3 separate regions of the Mus musculus genome follow, and regions 1 and 3 are each linked to region 2. Evidence: chromatin contacts called from public Hi-C and Micro-C data. All regions are on one chromosome and are shown on one strand. Each heading gives the region's core, a stretch centred on a gene start, on an enhancer-like site or on the middle of the called end of the contact. The rest is flanking DNA. Distances are from core to core; before and after follow the strand shown.

The links. Hi-C and Micro-C count contacts between places; a contact is called where the count stands out from the background.
Region 1: a contact with region 2 is called in a Hi-C map of uterus. The contact joins the enhancer-like site here to the promoter of Lamb1 in region 2. A contact is called at or near these places in 6 of 39 promoter capture datasets (the 3T3-L1 cell line, 3T3-L1-derived adipocytes, the C10 cell line and 2 more) and 1 of 484 Hi-C or Micro-C datasets (uterus).
Region 3: a Micro-C map of embryonic stem cells shows a contact between it and region 2, with 4 times the contacts expected there. The contact joins the promoter of Cbll1 here to the promoter of Lamb1 in region 2. A contact is called at or near these places in 1 of 39 promoter capture datasets (hippocampal neurons), 3 of 484 Hi-C or Micro-C datasets (Sertoli cells, embryonic stem cells and myocytes), 1 of 115 datasets of contacts at active chromatin or transcription factors (extraembryonic endoderm stem cells) and 2 of 9 other capture datasets (adipose tissue and liver).

Annotation. Positions count from the first base shown.
Region 1 is chr12:31,024,391-31,028,333 of GRCm38.p6, forward strand. No RefSeq gene overlaps it. Among named protein-coding and RNA genes, the nearest start is that of Gm25408, 31 kb to the right of the region's middle. Within about 2 kb of position 2,296, at least 14 of the 459 cell types and tissues checked have an H3K27ac peak or open chromatin away from gene starts, as enhancers often do. A contact at or near this core is called in uterus, where this site is marked.
Region 2 is chr12:31,263,599-31,267,666 of GRCm38.p6, forward strand. It overlaps Lamb1 (laminin B1), which reads left to right and starts at 1,695. Exons shown (of 33, transcript NM_008482.3): 1 at 1,695-2,003; 2 at 3,093-3,268. The coding sequence starts at 1,967. Gm32899 (a long non-coding RNA gene) reads right to left here and starts at 1,494. Exons shown (of 2, transcript XR_381427.4): 1 at 1,412-1,494.
Region 3 is chr12:31,497,010-31,500,915 of GRCm38.p6, forward strand. Cbll1 (Casitas B-lineage lymphoma-like 1) reads right to left here and starts at 2,607. Exons shown (of 6, transcript NM_001253847.1): 1 at 2,514-2,607. The coding sequence starts at 2,526. It overlaps Gm40362 (a long non-coding RNA gene), which reads left to right and starts at 2,611. Exons shown (of 2, transcript XR_872643.3): 1 at 2,611-2,837.

The sequences.
Region 1 (3,943 bases), core at 1,046-3,545, 240 kb before region 2:
GGAAGCAAATATTTTCACCAGTATGGCAAAAGATTTATTCATTCTTTCTAGATAAAGACAAGCACCAAGAACAGCCTAGCCTACTCTTGTTAAACACTAGGCATGGGAATTGAGCTGTAAGTCTGGAAGGGAAGGGTTTGTACAAGGCTGGCAGCAAGCTTCAGGAAGTAATTTTCTTAATGCTGTAAAAAAAAATGTTAGCAGAATAGGGGTCTGCTATTTTTGTTTGGGTTTAGTCATTACTTATTTGTGTTAGTTCTTAGTTAAACAAACCCTGGACCAGATAGTACTGAGTGGTCATGGTCCTTTTCTTCCAGCTAGTTCTCCCATAAACAGGCTAAGGGCAAAAGGTAAGCTATTTTTATCCAGACATCATTTTGTTCGGGTCTTTTAAACTAACAGCACCCAGTAATAATTTAGTAAGAGGAGTATCAATTGTCACTGATGCTGGTATACTTTAGCTATGATATTCTGTTTAGTACATATGATATCTCCTTTATCTAAAATGACATCTTGGATTGATTCTGTTGTTACTACCTCAAAAGTATACAAAACCTCCTGTAGTTGATTTATCTGTTCTACCTCCCTGCAGCATCTGAGTGCGTTCCTTGCTACCTGCCCCCAATGCTCTGGGTTCTCAAATGAGGGACACACACACTTGGCCTTATTTTTAATATGCCTTAAACAGCTCAATGGCTAGACACTTCTGAACATCTCCACAGCTAACACACTCTCCCCTCCAATATTCCTGAATTATTGCTTACTAAAATCTATATTCCATCTTGGCTACCCGAGGCCCAGGCCTGCAGCCATCCTGGGCCACAGTCCCTGACTTGCATGTTGGCAGTCTCACTATCCTACACCTCTCAGGCCTGGACCTTCCTCATCATGGCACCTTCTCCCTATCCTGTGTTGCTTGCCCAAATCCTAAAAGTCCTGCCTCTGTTTCCGTGCCCAACCATTGACCACTGGAAGCTTTATTTACCAATCAAAGCCAAGTGGGGGCAGGGACCTGCAGCATCCTACATACAGACATGTGAATTCCCATTTAATTTTGAGAACTCAACGTAATACAAGCAATAAACCAAATCCACAACAAACTCCAATTATTTGCACATTGTCAAGATGAAAACATGATAAGCTTAAAATAAAAATAGTTAATGGGCCAAATTAGAGTTATATACATAGGTAATATGTGATATTTCACTCAGAGGGATTAATATTGTGTATTGATCTATAAAAAGAAATAAGCAGGTGAATAAGGCACTGGAGACTCCAGACGACTCCATGTTGAACACAGGGCAGACATGTAGTGGTTTTCATTCAAAATAATCAGCACTGAAGGTTTCCAAACTGGGAATGAATTTGATTCTCCGATGTTAAAGATAAAATATCATCCAATTTAAAAATACACAAAGTACCATTATAAGCTCATGCACTCCCATTTCCTGAAATAGTTTTCCAAATTTCTTGAATAAGCTGAAGATGAAATGATATAACGTTTTATATAGTGTGTATTTGACTCAGCACTATACTATGAATATGTTTTTAAAGCAAAATTAGAATTTTTCAAATGTTGGCATTAACTGAAATTTATATTTATTCCTTCATTATAAAGAAGCATCTCTTTGACCAATATCTATCTCATAAATATTCATTATAGTCCTATGTTAACAAAATGCTATTTATTAAACATGAGTTGAAAAATCTTTTAAACTTATATATTCAGATGTCTTATCCCTATAAACTATAGCAGTGAATAATTTTAAAATATGTTTCTAAGTAGATTAATTGATTTTTAATTATTTCTTATTTTTATGTTTAACCCTGCTGGCTTTTTAACATAAAAATGAAAAATGATTGGGCCCAGTGTAGTAGGTAGTGATAGGTTTTGTAGCATATTAGATTTGCTTTCAAGGAATAATAAAAATGATAGATTTTTGTGTCTTTCTTAACAACGCCAAGCTAATCATAAAGTCAAGATGAATTAAAATGGAAAGTCTTGATATTTAGGTAAGTCAGAGGTCAGTGTGTAAATCATTACCTTAAAGTGTGTGTCACTCATCTGTGTGTAGAAGCAGCTTTCAAACAAACACAGCCTCTAACGTGTTCCAAAATCATAAGAACTCTTGTCGGTGTTTGATCTTGGCCCAGCTGACTTTGGGTTTTGTCAGCTCACAAGTAACCTCCGCTGCAAAGTGTTTAGACAATCCTTCTGTGAGCACTTGTCAAAAGGAAAGAAAGCAAAACTTAAATGTCATATGACCCATCGTGTAACTAAGCACAAAGCTCGGGGCGTTCTAGAAATTAGAGCCAGATGGCTGAGATCACTAACTTGATCATAAAAATGTCAGCACCATGCAAAGGCTTTGCAACGACAATTAAACAATGTGCAGCTGATGCAAGTACACAGACTCCCAGCTTGTACTGCAAAGTGTGCTAACAGAAAACAACAGACAACTATGACAGAAATATGTTCCCAGAAGTAAGATGTTAGATTAATCAAACTAATTACCTCTCTCCTCTTTCCCTCCTGTTCTTTCTTCTTCCTTTCATTCATTCTTTCATCAATGTATCTCTCTTTTGTCTCATTACCCAATATTTATTTGAATCATTAGTAATTGATGACAAGGAGCAAGAGCTCAAACACAGGTAGAGCTGTCTCCTGAGAGGCTCTGCCAGAGCCTGACATATAGAGACGGATGCTCACAGCCAACCATTAAACTGATCACAGGGTCCCCAATGGAAGTGTTAGAGAAAAGACTGAAAGACCTGAAGGGGTTTGCAACCCCACAGGAAGAACAACAATAACCAATCATAGCTCCCAGAATCTAAACCACCAATCAAGGAGTACACATGGAGGGATCCATGGCTCCAGCTGTATATGTAGCTGAGGGTGGTCTTTTAGGGCATCAATGGGAGAAGAGGGCCTTGGTCCAGTGAAGGTGAAAACTCCATGCCCCAGTGTAGGGGAATGCAAGGGCAGGAAGGCAAGAGTGGGAGGGTAGGTGGGGGCATACACTCACAGAAGCAGGAGGAGGGGGAATGGGATAGAGGGTTTCTGGGGGGGGGGATTGGGAAAGGGGATAACATTTGAAATGTAAATAAATAAAATAGCCAATAAAAAAATTCCGACAGTGACCAAAAACAACCTATATGGCAAACATTGATTTGATACTTTAACTTCTTGAAGCACTTTACTTTCAATACTAAGTGAAATATGATCTTACATTTTATGTAAGATAGTGTTCACTTGTCTACTTTTATTTATTATAGAGGGATTTAACTAGGTGAAAGATTAAAATCAACACAAAGGCATAGCTCATTTCAATGGCTAGAGCTTATCTGGTGCACACAGAACCAGGAACTCTCATACTTTTGGAAATCCTATTACTCTGGTGATAATATTACCCCAGCATCTCAAACATAAATTTGAGGAGGGAAAAGGAAGCTGGGGATCTATTGACATTGGTGGAATGCTTACCTAGAATACACAAATATCTGGTTTCCATCCCTGGCATTACATAATCTCTGTGGAAGCAGGAGGACTAGATTTTCATCCTTGCCTACATAATGAATTTGAGACTAGCTTGGGATACTCTGTCTCAAAAAAATAAAGACAAAAAGAAAGGAAGGAAGGAAGGAAGGAAGGAAGGAAGGAAGGAAGGAAGGAAGGGGAAGGGGAAGGGGAAGGGGAAGGGGAAGGGGAAGGGGAAAGGGAAAAGGGAAAAGGGAAAGGGAAAGGGAAAGGGAAAGGGAAAGGGAAAGGGAAAGGGAAAGGGAAAGGGAAAGGGAAAGGGAAAGGGAAAGGGAAAGGAAACCGAGGAAGGGGCTGATGATAAATGGCTGACCTGGGACTCAGAACTATTTGCTTGATGCCAGGAGCAAACATAACTTATAAACATCCAGAGCTGTGTGTATATCAAGAAATGCTTGCTTATGT
Region 2 (4,068 bases), core at 445-2,944:
TGGGCTGGAGAGATGGCATTGTGGTTAAGAGCACTGACTGCCCTTCCAGAGGTCATGAGTTCAATTCCCAACAACCACATGGTGGCTCACAACCATCTGTAATGGGATCCAATGCCCTCTTCTGGTGTGCCTGAAGATAGCAACAATGCACTCATATACATAAAATAAATAAATCTTTAAAAAAAAAAAACCACCAAAGTGTTAAAGAAAGGAAGGAAGGAAGGAAGGAAGAAAAGAGGAGTTGAATGTCACCTGCAACTTGGGTAGATGTAAACCAATATAAAACTTTAGTTCATGGCCCTAAAGGTTGAGCAAGGAGCATAGGTTGGCATTATATTATTAGACACCCATTGCAGAATGAAACCCTTTCGACTGTAGGGTACTCTCAATCCCTGCAGGCTGTGCAGCCAGCCGTTGGGAATCCCAAGCATCTGCGGGGCCAAATACTGGAGAAACTGCATCGGGGCAAGGGCTGATTTGGAGAATAATTAACACAGGTTTCTAAACTCCAAGAACAGCGAACTCTATGGTCTAATGATTATAAACTTCCCTAGGCCCAATTTCGTTTCAGCTGAGTTAAAAACTGACCAATCAGCCGCTTAATCCCTTCTCCTTGTGATGGCTGGAAAGCAATCACACCTGACTAGTCTAACAGCTGACTTAAGCTCCCTCATTCCAGGGTCAGACTAAGGAACACTTAAGGCAGACAAGTTGGGCTCTTACAAAGGTTTGGGGTCTGTGGTCCCCAAGCTCTTTTTCCTTTCTAAGGTTTCCCCAGTGACAGAGACCTTCTGTTTACCCCCACTTAACCTTGAAGCGCTATGAGAGGCTTCCTTAGAGCACCCCCCCATTTCCCCTCCCTGCGTGCTTAAGGTGGTTGCAGGATTCTGTTTGTAGTGTGGAGAAGGGTGTCTCATCAAAAATCTCCAACTTCCTGGCTGTGTCAACCCTTCCACCGTGAAGTGGGAAAAGGAATTCAAGAAATTACCCGGGATCAGGTAACACAGGTTATTTTGTGTATATTTTAACAGAAGAGAATTCAGAGCTATAACCCCCTGGGTACCAGAGATTATAGGTACGTCCCGAATAAATTCGTGCGCAAAGAATGTGCAGCCACTGGTGTCCTTCCTATGAAATAGGAAGACACCACACATGTAGCACCCACCCACGCAAAGCTCTAGCTCTTTGATCCTGAGTCGTGGTGTAAGGATGCTTATAGGAGCTCAAGTTCCTAAGAGCCAGACAGGTTGACCCTTTTTCTAAGGGCTTAACCTAGCTCACCTCCCTCTAGCGCTAGTTGCCAGAGTTCCTAGCCTTGGGCACATTTCGTGACTCACTTCTTATAAACGTAAATGTATAAGTCCGCGGTAGGTCCTACCGGCCCCCTTTGCCGGCCGATCTACACACCTACCTCCGGGACCAGCCCCGACGCATCCCTCCCCAGCTTGCTCCACTTGGGAAGCGCGCCCAGAAACGGACCCGCCAGCCCACGCTGGGAACTCAAGTACCAATGCCCTACAGCTTCAGCAGACGCTGCCTTAAAACAAAAGAGGCGCCTGGGGAGGTGGGACCTGGACCTCAACCCCCACCCCTAGCCAACTTGCTGTCCTCCGCCCCCTCCGCCCCCGCTCTCCATGTGCGCATGAGCAGAGACGCCTCCCTCGGTTCCTCCCTAGGCGAAACTTTCTAATTCCCTTCTTTGGGCCGGTGGGCTGCCAGGAGCGGGTTGAGCGCTCGCCCAGCCGGGTGAGGAGAACAAAGTAGTTAAGCGACTTGACCCCCTTCCTGGGCCCAGCCCCCGCTTCCGTGGGAGCGGCAGGAAATGGAAGGGCCCCTCTCCTCTCTCCCAACATTTGCCTTTTCTCCCCGCTACCTCTCCAGAAAGGAAGACCCGAAGAAAAGACAGGCAGCTTGCCTGCTGCGTCCTCCTTCCCGTGCCGCGTCCCCTCGTCTGCGAGGACTGGACATGGGGCTGCTCCAGGTGTTCGCCTTTGGTGTCCTAGGTAACTCAGTAAGGGTTGGGGGGAGGGGTGTGCTCCGGCATTAGGGAAGAAAACCCCCAAACCGGTTTGCCCCCGCTTTGAAGGCAGTTTTGGGGGATCGGGGGAGAGAGAGTGGTTGGAAATGACGCCGTGAGATCGCCACCGCTCTCGCTTCGGTGGTGGCCAGGGACCGCGCACGCGGAGCTCCGCGGACCCGCATCCACTGGGTTCTGCGCACAGAGCTCGCGCTCCTGCAGGTTTCCGAGGTGATCGCTCCAGGGCTTTGCACCTTTTACCAGTTAAACGCTGTTTCCCCACTGCGGAAGGCAGGCTCCCTGCTGTGGCTGGGCAGACTGCGGAGGGTCCTGGAAAAACCAATTACGCACAAAAGTGTCGGGGCCCAGAGCAGGCTTCGACTTGGGAACAGATTGGAGCCATGTGGCTTTAATTAACCATCCTTGTTTGTCTCGGGGTGGCACCATGAACAGTTGGGCCGGGTGCTTTGCTGGAATGGCGAAGCGTTGAAGCCACTACAGAGACACACCAGTCGTCTCTAGCTCAGGGCTTCTGTGGCAAACGCGGTGCCTCACCCGGCGCAATCGCCGGTGACCCTGGCGCGTGCACGCGGACATATTTTTGTGCCCCCCCCCCGCCCCCAGACTAACCACACTCACACCGAGGATGCGCGCACTGCCATGTGCACGCGGGTTTTCATTAGCGGGTGTGCAGCGCTTGGCAGGGTCAACCTCACTGCGCCCTGGTCCAGGCACTTCGAAGTGACCGGATCACTCTGTCCACCTTTCATAGAGGGGTAGATCAGAGTAGACAAAAAAGTCAGTTGTATTTTCTGGGTGCTGCGCTCAGCTGACTGCTAGTCAAACCTAATGACGATTCTGAGTCTTTTTTTTTTCTTTCATCCTTCTGTCTTTTCCTTGTCCCAGCTTTCCAGGCCTTTTCTGCGCCTATCTCTCCACCGTGTTTTTTCTATGTAGTCTCCTTTCTTTTTAATCCTCTCTGTCTGCCCCTCCTGCTGTTTTCTTTTGCCCTGGCTTGTCGGTTGCTTTTTTTTTTTTTCTTTCTTCCTAACCTTGTTGCTTTTCTTTTCTGTAGCCCTATGGGGCACCCGAGTGTGCGCTCAGGAACCGGAGTTCAGCTATGGCTGCGCAGAAGGCAGCTGCTACCCTGCCACTGGCGACCTTCTCATCGGCCGAGCGCAAAAGCTCTCCGTGACTTCGACATGTGGACTGCACAAACCAGAGCCCTACTGTATTGTTAGCCACCTGCAGGTAAGACACGAGTCTAGAGAATGCATTGTGGGCTGCATCCTCCTCCTGGCCGATCAAAGGGGCTTGCCCAGGAGACTCCACATCCTGCTGTCAATCCAGATAGGAAGTACAACCAGCAGAGGAGCCCCGGGATGAAGCCAGTAGCTCAGTCCCAATCTCCATTTGCACAGTCGCACCCGCCAAACATTTCCTGCCACCTAACACCACCATCAGTAGGAGAAGCCCGGGGCTGCAGATGAGCTTAGCCTCTGTCCTGTGCCCTGTACGGTCCCCTGTATTTTATTCTGTTGTTATTTATACTGTTTGATCAAACCCTTTTGAAATTGTGTATTGTAGATGGTTCAGTTCTCTTCTTGCATTGTTGGTGTTGGGTTTCCATCTTTGGCTTGAGTATAAGGACGCCCCAAGCGCTGAAGTCTTTTCGAGGTGATTCAGTCAGGATCAGACATACTTCCTTACTGAAAAATGCCCTGGTTGTCATGGCATCATCATAGTGGAAGACGGAAATGAAATTAATGAGGGGCATATGCTTCTAAAAGTGGTCTCAGGTTTTAGATTTCATTGGCCATGTTTAGATAAGAGCTAATGTGAGTTTTATCTCCACCACCGTCCTCCCACCACCCCTACCTCACTCTCCGGGGAAAAATAAAAAGAGGCTGGAAATGGAATGGGGCCTCTGACAGTAACAGGTGTTAGTCTGTGGGTGACCTGGGCTTTGCACATGTAATATAATGGCGTCACAACATGGCCAAGTGGATTCCACTCCTTTGCTTCCAGGTTTATCCAGAGCTGTCTAGACT
Region 3 (3,906 bases), core at 1,357-3,856, 230 kb after region 2:
CTGAGCTCACCGCTGACACTGCTGCAATCTAGAGAAACACTAAAGAAAGCAATACGTGTTTGCCATTTAAAAAAATTCTAAATTTTTTTTTTCTGGCAGAATTCTACTTCAATACTCCCATTTACAAGACCTCTTGATCCTTTGACATTAAAAATCATTATTTTGAGAAGTCTACTCAGTCAGAAAATTGTCAATTAACTAGCTAACTACCATTTCTTGGTTTGCCAAAGGCTCTATGATTCAAATTTGTATTTATTTTGTGAAAGTTTGAGTCTTTGGCTTAATTTCATATTTTTCTTCTCAAAATGTGCAGCAATTAAAACTGAAGCACGCCGGGCGTAGTGGCGCACGCCTTTAATCCCAGCACTTGGGAGGCAGAGGCAGGCAAATTTCTGAGTTCAAGGCCAGCCTGGTCTACAAAGTCAGTTCCAGGACAGCCAGGGCTACGCAGAGAAACCCTGTCTCAAAAAACCAAAAAAAAAAAAAACAAAAAAACTGAAGCACTAGGAGACTTTGTCATAACTGATTTAAAATCTAGAAAAGCTAACATTAAACAGAAAGGAGAGCTGTCTGGAAACACTTTTTTGTTGTTTTTTGTTTTTCGAGACAGGGTTTCTCTGTATAGCCCTGGCTGTCCTGGAACTCACTTTGTAGACCAGGCTGGCCTTGAACTCAGAAATTTGCCTGCCTCTGCCTCCCAAGTGCTGGGATTAAAGGCGTGCGCCACCACCACCGGGCCCTGAAACTCATTTTTTAACCTTAGCTAGGTCAGTAGTGATTATTTTCATGTTAGAATAATTTTTATTTCCCCAGGCAATCTTTGGCTAATAACTTAGAAACTAGGGTAATACTTTTACCCATGCAGTATCAAGACACTCTACTGGGAAACTCAGGTTTTTTTCATTTCTCTCACATACTTCCACAAACCAACCTATTAGCAGCTGCTGGATTCTCCACCAAAATATTTGTGGCAACTGCCTACTCTATGTCCTGCTCCCACTCCCCCTGCCTACTCTCTCTGTCCTGCTCCCATTCTCCCTACGGCGTTGCTGGGGACCCGTGCTAGCTGGTTAAGTTGCTCTACCACTGAGCTTCGATTCAACTAAACTGAGCCTCCCTCTGTGGCACTGCAACCACCCATAGATGATTTATACTTACTTCTGTTGTTCCTCTCCTACACCATTCTCCATAGAAGAGTCAAAATTGTTGCTTCATAGCCACTTAAACCCTTTATCATGATTTTCAAAGTCCTGAAAAAGGTAATTTGTGTTCTCCTTCTCAACTTAAAGCTAACTAGTCTACCGACATTTGGTCCTCTCTATACCTTCCTACCATTCCAAAAACACCTTTCCCTGGCACTCTGAAACTTCCTACTCCATGGGCATTCATTTCTCTCTCTTTTCTTTTCTTTTCTTTTTTTTTTTTTTTTGGTTTTTCGAGACAGGGTTTCTCTGTGTAGTCCTGGCTGTCCTGGAACTCACTCTGTAGACCAGGCTTGCCTCAAACTTAGAAATTCGCCTGCCTCTGCCTCCCAAGTGCTGAGATCAAAGGCGTGCGCCACCACTGCCCGGCAAGCACCTGTTTCTAAAAGTTCTCACCACAAATTGTAAACAGCTGTTAAAGAAGAAACCAATCTGCTTGTCTCCTTTGACAGAATGAAAACTCGAAGACAAGAACGTAGTCTTATTGTTTACCATTCCACCATTCTATCTCCAAGCCTACAAGTATCTGCATGCAATTATATAACTTAGTGTTTGAAGACTGGGCGCACTCAGTCAATTCCTAAAGAAAAAGCCTTTCCTCCTGCTTGGCGATAAAACTGTCTGAAGCACTCAAAGCCAAGTGCTAAAACTAAAACCAAGAAAACGAAGCCAGCAGAAATGAGGTTTGAAGCTACTCGTAATATGCGATGTCCCCAAAAGATGCGAAAGGACCACGGCCGAAGGACCGGGCATGCTTTGAGTTCCGGTAGAAAAGATGCTCCGCTTATAACTTCGAAAACTATATCCGACTCTCTTCTCTAACCACTAGTCCGCGAAAAGCCAACAAGACAATAACCACAGGCGGTGACCACTGCAGCAGCCGCCCGAAGCCGAGAGGCAGCAGGAAGTCTCCAACCCACTCTCGCCCAGAGTCCGGACGCTTCTCCAATTCCGAGAGTGGAAAACGCCCGCCTATTTCCCCAGCAAAAGTGCAAAGCAACCGGAATGAGAACAAAAACAAAAACAAAACTGGGACCCTCCCTTTCCAACAAGTCTGCGCGGAGGAGGGTCCCGAAACGAGCTCAGCGGCACCAAAGGAGCCGTGCTGCCGGTCTCCAGGATGGAGGCACCGCTCCGGAGGGTAGGCCGGGAAGCAGCAGACTCAGCCCGGGACCGGGTCTGAGCTTGCTTCCTCTCCGCCACGTCCCGGCGCAGTGGGGCGAGCATAGCCCCTTGTGCCTGCTGGGCGACCAGTCCCACACGAGCCACGGGGGCAAGAAACTAGGACCCCCGCTGCCTCCGCCTCCTTACCAGTGTGATCCATGATTCGGCTCGCGGGGCACAGTGGGAACGGAAGTCAGTCGCTCCGGAGTCGCAGTAAGCGCCTGCGCCCTACCTTCCGGAGCGCAGAGGCGGAAGTGCGCCCGAACTGCTCTCACGGGCTTCCCTCCCTAGCCGTAGCACCCGACTCCGGCGAAGGAGTCAGACATAGCCAGGACTGAGGCGGGAAGAGGGGGAACACGAGGGTTTTGGTGTCGAGGCTGCTAGTTCTCCCCAGAGGCAGCCCTCAGCTGTAGGAATGATACTTCTCGCAGTGAGAAAGCAATAGGAACCAAAGGGAAGCGCGGCAGGCAGGTAAGCCGCCGCCCGCCCCCCTGCGGCGCGAGGCCTTCTGGGATTTGTAGTCCGCCCAGAGCGCAGTCTCAGCCGTTGGGCTGGTCCCACCCCAGCGGGCGGAGTAACGGTTTGGAATGCCCCCCGGATCCGCCGCCGGGTGTAGAGAAGTGTAAACACGCACGCTCCGTGGGTGCCCGAGGGAAGCTGTGTTAGGCGTCCGGGAGGGAGGCAAGGTCCTCATTGTCTAATTGTGCTTTGTCCTGAGGAACCCCAACGCCCACTCGACACGCGCGTTTGCCCTGGCTCCCACCGTAGTTTCTCAACTGAATCGCGTGTTACAATGCTAACTAGCCCATGGCTCTAGAGAACACCACCAGGCTCCTGGAATCCCTGCTAAAGCTGGAGGGAGCACCAGGAGGTCCCCGTTCAACGAAAATACAAAGCAGTTGTGTGCAAAGGGGGTGAAGGAGGGAAGATAGGGACCGATGGAGTCGGAGGGAGAGCGTTAGAGCTTGACTAGAAGGAAGAGATGAGAAAGGGCAGGCCCCGACTGAAGAAAAGAGAGTTACCACAACAGGCGGTACCTAGTTCCAGTTCTTGGTCCCTGGGGTCTGTGGTTGCCGCTTTCATCTTGCTCAGCCAAAACAAAGAAGAGTGTCAACGGCGACTGCTGAAGACCTTCAGAGCACCCCCCACCTCGATTTGGCTCATAATAGGTCTTCTGCCTTCCCCAGCCCTTCACACTTGAAGCTCTCGTATGAGTAGAAAGGAACACAATTAGTGGAAAACATCAGCCTAGGAGTCAAGGGATTTGGGCTCTATGCTTGTCCCTTGGTGACGACATCGTTACCTTGGGTTGTTCACGCTTTCAGTGCCAGAGTTCCTAGATCAATAAAACATTATTATGTTGGCCTTTCTTAAAAATATTTTCACAGTACTCAATTCTGAATCAAGTATGTGTAGCAATGTGTTGTGTGCGTTGCACAGTAACAACGGTGACTAACACTGCAGTGATCCTAGTGTAAGTATACCATGTTATTTAGTGATTGTCTTAATTGTGGTCTTTTCCAAGACTCCCACTCATTGC